Regions from separate parts of the Oryctolagus cuniculus genome. Here region 2 is linked to region 1. Evidence: chromatin contacts called from public Hi-C data. All regions are on one chromosome and are shown on one strand. Each heading gives the region's core, a stretch centred on a gene start, on an enhancer-like site or on the middle of the called end of the contact. The rest is flanking DNA. Distances are from core to core; before and after follow the strand shown.

The links. Hi-C and Micro-C count contacts between places; a contact is called where the count stands out from the background.
Region 2: a Hi-C map of skin fibroblasts shows a contact between it and region 1, with 2.7 times the contacts expected there. The contact joins the promoter of SIM2 here to the enhancer-like site in region 1. A contact is called at or near these places in 2 of 6 Hi-C or Micro-C datasets (ear pinna and skin fibroblasts).

What each region holds. Positions count from the first base shown.
Region 1 is chr4:8,149,402-8,152,684 of mOryCun1.1, reverse strand. HLCS (holocarboxylase synthetase) reads right to left here. Exons shown (of 11, transcript XM_051833635.2): 11 at 2,086-3,283. SIM2 (SIM bHLH transcription factor 2) reads left to right here. Exons shown (of 11, transcript XM_051833637.2): 11 at 1-865. Among named protein-coding and RNA genes, the nearest start is that of SIM2, 43 kb to the left of the region's middle. Within about 2 kb of position 1,459, at least 6 of the 8 cell types and tissues checked have an H3K27ac peak or open chromatin away from gene starts, as enhancers often do. A contact at or near this core is called in ear pinna, where this site is marked.
Region 2 is chr4:8,192,612-8,195,894 of mOryCun1.1, reverse strand. It overlaps SIM2 (SIM bHLH transcription factor 2), which reads left to right and starts at 1,669. Exons shown (of 11, transcript XM_051833637.2): 1 at 1,669-2,499. The coding sequence starts at 2,325.

The sequences.
Region 1 (3,283 bases), core at 210-2,709:
GGGCGAGCCGAATATGCACGATATAAATTAATTTATACAGAGACGACTATTTTAATAGAAGCCCGCAGCCGACTTTAGATTTTTACCGTAGACGCCACGAAGGCGGGCGCCGAGGCTGGGACGAAGGGACCCCCGGCCTTGCTCGCCCCGCGGAGACGTGGGGCGGGGGGCGGGTCGGTTTCCCTCATCTGGAAGTCGGGCTCCCGCACCTGGCCTGCTCCCGGGGCTGGGGGAGGGGCAGGAGACACCAACGCTGTCTTTAAAAAGTCACTCACGGATCTCGCGTTAACTTTTTTTTATTTTTTAATACAAAACTGGAGCCAAGACAGGGGAGGGGGCGCGCGTGCAGCCCCACTGTGTGTGCGTGAACTTGGGTGTGCACCCCAAGTCCGTTATCAGCTCCTACTTCTCCCTAACCCCTGTGAACTCTCCATCACCCCAAGAGTGGCACCTTCAGCATATACTGAATAGGCATCAAATGCAAAAAAAGAGAAAAAAAATTAAAACCCCGATTCCCTGGCCAGACCTTGACGAGAACGACCCCGCCAAGCCGGATTCCACGCGAACCGCCCACCCCCCAGCCCGCGCGCGTCCGCAATTCGCTAGGCGGGGTTTGCTACACGTAGTGCTAAGGAAGTTGGTGACGCTGCATGTGCAATAAGGAAAACTGCCTACGGCCTGCACCTTGTGGGAGAAAACGTGCTTCCGGGAAGTAAGGAGACGATGTACACATTTGAAGCATTTTCTGTTATTTTATACACAGCAAGAGGACTGCACATGGACCTGTCATGTGTGTAACCGGTTCACAGAAATCCTTTTCCAAAGCACCAGCCGTGTTTGAAAAATAAACTTCCGTTCGTTTTTATGTTTTTTTTTTTCCTTTGCTTGTCATGGTGCGGGTCCCTGGAACCCGGGCTGTCAGACTGCTCCAGCTCCTCGCGCGGCCTTTCTCAACACCGCCCCGCCCCAGCCGCTGTCGACACGGGAACGGGCCCGGGGCTGACCCTGTGTGGACAGCGAGGACCTGACCCGCGCAGCCCCTGTGGGTGCCGGGCGGCAGGACCGGGCGCCTCCACAGCCGTCGGCGCGCTGGCTCCCTCTGCCCGCGTCGTGCGAGGAAACCGTGATTGCAGGAGGGTGTGGGTTTGGTGGTCAGCGGACACCACGGACATTCTATCAAACGCCGCACAATGCGGCTGTGTCCGTGTGGGGCTGGGTTTAGCACACACTCGCGAGGGCGTTGGGGGCACTTCGAGAACAAGGATCTCACTGCCGAGATTATACACCACAACAAACCAAAAAGCCCATTCTAGATTTACAAACGATGCGGTCCACGGGCTCCACCGAGAGCACGCGTGTACCCCGCGGGCCCCGCAGCCTAGAACCCGAGCAGCCTGCGTCAGAGCGGCTTCCCGCCGGCCGGGGCCTCCCGCGAGCGCGCGTGCGCGGAGCCGTCGCCACGGCAACCCGGCCCGGGCGCGTCCGCCTCGGAGCGCGCGCACGCCGCGGCCGGCGTATTGTTCCCGGGCTTGGGCGAGGGGCGCGGGCAGGGGAAGAGGAAGCATTTTAATACCTAGGCCTCTCTCTCTCACACACACACAAAAGTGCTAGTGAGCCCGAACATGTACCGTGTTGACAAAAATGCCAGATCAAATGGATTTGAGGAATCAGCTCAATTCACGACTGGCTCAGCCCTCCCAGGGACAGGAATTCCTTTATGTCCTTGGAAGCCCCTTCTAGAAAAGCCATTCCATTCATATCTTTGTGCAGAAGTGAGCTGTGTGCGAAGGGCAGCCCCGAAAGCCCCAGCCCCTCGCCCCCACCCTTTTATCCTCCTCATCCCGGCCTCCCTGCACCCTAGGGTGGGGAGGGTCCTGCTTCTACCGTTCAGGGGTCGCCTTGGGGGCTGGCGCGGACACGGGCGAGAAAGAACACGCTCAGAATGACAGCAGCCCCAAGGGTTAGGGTTACCCGGGCGGCACTGTCCAGGCCCCTCCTCAAGCGCTGTATTACGAACCTGGAGCCACACAATGAAGCCAAAAGGCGAGCGGTTTCCACAAAAGAACAAGAAACGCTGTCAAAGAATCCAGAAGTTGTTAGAGCAAATTTATTTCTGACCTGTTTTAAAAGTTTTTTTTTTTGTTTTTTTTTTTTTTTACTTTTTGGGTTTTGCTACCTTTTCATTCTTTGGAGTAGTAAGATTTCTCTTTTGTATGACGCGTAATACCTTTGTCAAAAATACATAAAAGCCAAACACCAGCTTATTGCTTAGAAATACATACATATTCCTTACTATGTAAAATGATATTTATTTTGTAAAAATATGTTCAGATATGAATAAAAATACTGTAGCCAAAAGTAGTCGCCTCTTTTAAAAAATGAAACTTGTGGTCAAAATAAGGAGCCCACACTACAGAAAGTCGTAAAGTTTATTCCATAGACTTGCTTTTTATAGGCAATGGTTTAAAGTGAGTTTTCTGAGATGGCTCCTTGAAAAGCTAAAAATGCAAAAGGTTCAAACCTCCTCGAGTCTCAGAGCTGCATAGTAATCACCTGGGAACAAGGACTGGGGTTCTGAGGCTGGCTGGACCCAGGGCACCCCCACTCCTTGCGTGTTGCAACTGCAGGGCGGGGCTGGCTGTGTTCTCTGCACCCCAACACTAGGGTGAGGAGTGTCCATGCTGTGTGTGTCGGGGGTGAGGACCCCCCAGGCCAGTGCCCCCCACCCCGGGACCTGTGTCCCCACGGCAAGCAACACCAGGGTGCTGCAGGAGAACCCGCCAAGGATTTCACAGGAGATGCAAACCCTCTTCCTTCCAACCACCCCCGCACCCCCCGCCCCGCCCGATTCCCAGCGCCAGCAGGGGCCCCAGGATGCCCAGTTATCACCGCGTCCTGTGGGGGGGGGGGCACCTCCTGCGAGTGCCACTGAAATCGGCCACCAGTCCAGGAGGAGGACACCTCCCCTTTCACAAAACACGGCAGAGGGCAGAGGCATCAACACAGCTTGCAAGCGGGAGGGGAGCCCGGGCTCTCGCACCCACGCTCCTCCTGAGTCCAGGGTCCCATTTCAGAGAACGGGCAATGCAGTTTCTGTGAAGACTGAAGCTCCGTGGACCCTAGACGTGGGGTCGGGCAGCTCTGCCCCCCGTCCCGCGGTGCAGCAGGCAGCCGGGGGTCGGCCTCCGGCCCTTCGCTACGGAGCATGGTGCCGAGTCTTCGGTTCCCGGCAGGCAGGATCAGGCTCAGCAGAAAGAGGCCCTCTGCCCCCAGGCTGCCGTGT
Region 2 (3,283 bases), core at 420-2,919, 43 kb before region 1:
CGGGCGCTGCCCAGCGCAAGATTCATGGGTTTGGGCACCGCGTACCCGCGCGGCTCGCACCAGTAACAGGAGAGCGCACCATGCTCCCAGTCCTCCACCTCCACCACCACCACCCCCGCGAAAAATGCGGGTTCCTCTTGCTCCCTGCTCCAGCGGCTCTGCGGTGGGTTTGCCAGGGTGAGAGGGGCCGGCGGGGGTGAGCCCGGGTTTGCTCACGTTGCCAACCACCTGGATGGGGCGTCTACGCCGCCTCTAATGCCTTCAAAGTCCTGGCCTTAATGGGGTCCCTACGGGAAGTGAGGAGCGCCTGCTGCAGGCACGGTGGTCGGGACCGGGTCTTCCTGGTGCCTGCCCCTGAGAGCGCCGAGCAGCCGGCTCCTCCTGGGCAGAGGAAGAACGCAGTGCGCCCGGAGCGAAAATCCCCCCGGCCAGCTCTTCTGATCGGGCGACCTCCATCCGCGTGGCTACCTCTAGCGTAGGCGCTCCAAGGCCCCAGATCCCAACAGTGCGCGGCACACCGCCGGGAGACCACCCAGGACCCCGAAGTCCCAGAGTGACTGTGGCCTCTGCGCCTGTCCATAACCCGGGGCGCCTAGGGAGCTGGTGTCCACACTGCGTCGGGGCTTTCAGGCTCCTGGAAAGGATAGGGTTGTTGCCCATCGCCGTAGGTGGCGTGGGCGGAGGACCCCGTGCCCAAACCTATCCCGGGGTGCAGACGCTTAAGGTTGGGACAAGGCGGGACAGCAAGACTCCTCAAGTCTCGGGTGTCCCAGAGAGAGCGCGGCGGGATGCCGGGTGGCCTCGCCTCCAAAGGCGCCTCCCAGCTCCCCTGTCTTCTGTCTTGTCGCTTGGGCCCCACCGACGCCTGCCAGGTGAGCCCACCTCTGCAACCCTCGCCCCCAAGTGACCGCCCCACTGCGATCCCCCGAAATCCCCGCTGCAACGGATCGTGCGGCTGCGCCACTCTCGGGCAGCTCCGGCCGGCGCCCAGGGAGAGGCCTCGCCGCCAGGCTCGGCTCCCCGAACCCCTCCCTCCTTCCGCCCGGCCCGGGCGTCCTGGCGGCCTCCTGCGAGGGCGCCGATCTCTTTTTGCTCTGTTTGCAGGAGACAAGGGGCAGAAGGGTCACTTCGGAGCCTCCCGCGATTTCCTTTTGTGTATGTGTATGGGGCGGGGGCCCTTCCCTCTGGCCGCACCGCTTTGGCTCTCGGACCTGCGACTTGGGGAGGGCGAGAGCACAGGAGCCGCTCGCGCTCCGAGGACTCGGCGCTCCCCGGCAGGGCACTTGGCCGGCGGGTCTCGCCGCCTCCTCCCGGCTGCGCCCGCCGGCGACCTGCCCGAGAGCCACAGAGGAGGCCTGGACACCCCTCCCTCCTCCCTACTTCGCTCCTCCCCGCGCCCAGCCGAGCGCCCAGGTCCCGCGACCCGCTCTCGGAGGTCGGGTCCCCACGGGGCGCCGGGTGCACTCACCGCGACTTGCCCGAGCCCGGGAGCGCGCGGGTCTCCACCAGGAGAGTCCCTGGGGGCAGCGGCGCGGAGGCGCGCCAGTGGCTCCAGGGCCGCGGCAGGGTCGGAGGCGAGATTCACCGCCCCCGCCCCCGCCACGGCCCCTCCCCCTGCCGGTCCCCCTCCCCCCCTGGGCCGGGGCGGCCCCGCGCTCCGCCCGAAGGCGGGTCCGCCATAAACAAACGCAGTTCGGTCGCACGTGGACGGCGGAGCGGCTGCGCCTCGCCACCTTCGCGGGCTCCAGGCACCGCGTCTCCAGGCACCGAGAGCGGCCAGGGAGGGCAGGAGAGCGCGCCGGGGCCGGGCCCCAGCCGCCTGCGCCCCACTCCCCTCCGCTCGCCTCCCGCTCCATGGCTCCGCGGCCGCCGCCGCCCCTGCGGCCCTCCGCGGCGGAGGGGCCTCGCGGCCGCGGGTGCACACCCTCGGCTAAGGACTAAAGGGCGCCGCCGCCTTCTCGCCGGCCCCCTCGCCCTCGGGAAAGCCGAGACACGGGCCACAGGCGGAGGGAGGAAGAGAGAGCAGAAGCGAGCGGGAAGCGGTGCTCCGGTCGCCGCGGGACAGCCCAGCCCCGAGGAGGCTGCGCCCCGGGCCGCGGCGGGCGGAGCGCGGGGCGGCGCCGCGGGTTTGCGCCGAACCCAGGGCTGGCGGCTGCGGCGAGGCGCCTCGGTGCCCCGGGGCGGTCCCGCGCACCTGCCCGCGGCCGGCGCTCCGGACCCACCTGGCTCCGGAACCCCTTTGCCGGTCCCCGCCGGGGCAGCCCGAGCGGGGCTCCGCGGGCCTGCAGCGCCGCCGGGTCTAATATGCCCAGAGCCGAGGCGCGATGAAGGAGAAGTCCAAGAATGCGGCCAAGACCAGGAGGGAGAAGGAAAATGGCGAGTTCTACGAGCTGGCCAAGCTGCTCCCGCTGCCGTCGGCCATCACCTCGCAGCTGGACAAAGCGTCCATCATCCGACTCACCACGAGCTATCTGAAGATGCGCGCCGTCTTCCCCGAAGGTGAGGCCGCAGGTGGGCCGCCGGGGACGCTGGGGAGCTGGCGGCCTCGGCGCAGGCGGGGAGCAGCAGCCAGCTGCCTGGGGAGGCCCCGGCGGGGGCTTCAGCTCCAACCCTGACTCAAGGAGAGGGGCAAGGCTGGGACGGCCCAGGCCACCAAACCATCTTTTGTCCCAGGGTCGCGCATTAGCGAACCAAGAGTTGTCCCAGGAACAGAAGGTCCCCAGGCCTGCACCGGCTCCACCATTACAGTCAGTCTTCTTTCTTTTTATTTTTCTCTCTTTCTCTCTCTCTTTCTTTTTTCTCTTTCTTTTCTCTCTCTCCATTCTTTCCTTTTTGCTTTCTTTTTTTTGTTTCTCTCCCTTCTTTCTTTTCTCTTCCAGTTCACCCTTGCTTTCCTTTCTTTTCTCTTTCTCCCTCGCCTCCCCTTCCCTACTCTTTTTAAAATGTCCCCTTTTAATCTACTCTCCTCATTTCTCCTCTTTGCCTGGAGGGGTGCAGGGCTCTTGCGTTCCATGCGCCGGCTCCCGGGCAGGCCGCGCTGAGCACTTGTAGGGGCTCCTTTTCCTGTCCACTTCCCTTGGATCCAGGACGTGGGAGATCAGGATAGGAGAGTGGGCGGGCTGGCAAGCGCAGACCCAGCCTGAAAGAACCGGAGACGCCCCCAGAAAGACGCGATGCGATCGGCTGGAAACTCTTAGGACCGAAGGAAAGGAGGAGGTGGGTGGGCTTCGCCGCCGCACACGCCAGCCTGGCACCGCCAAGCAGCAGGCCCCCGGGGTCGCTG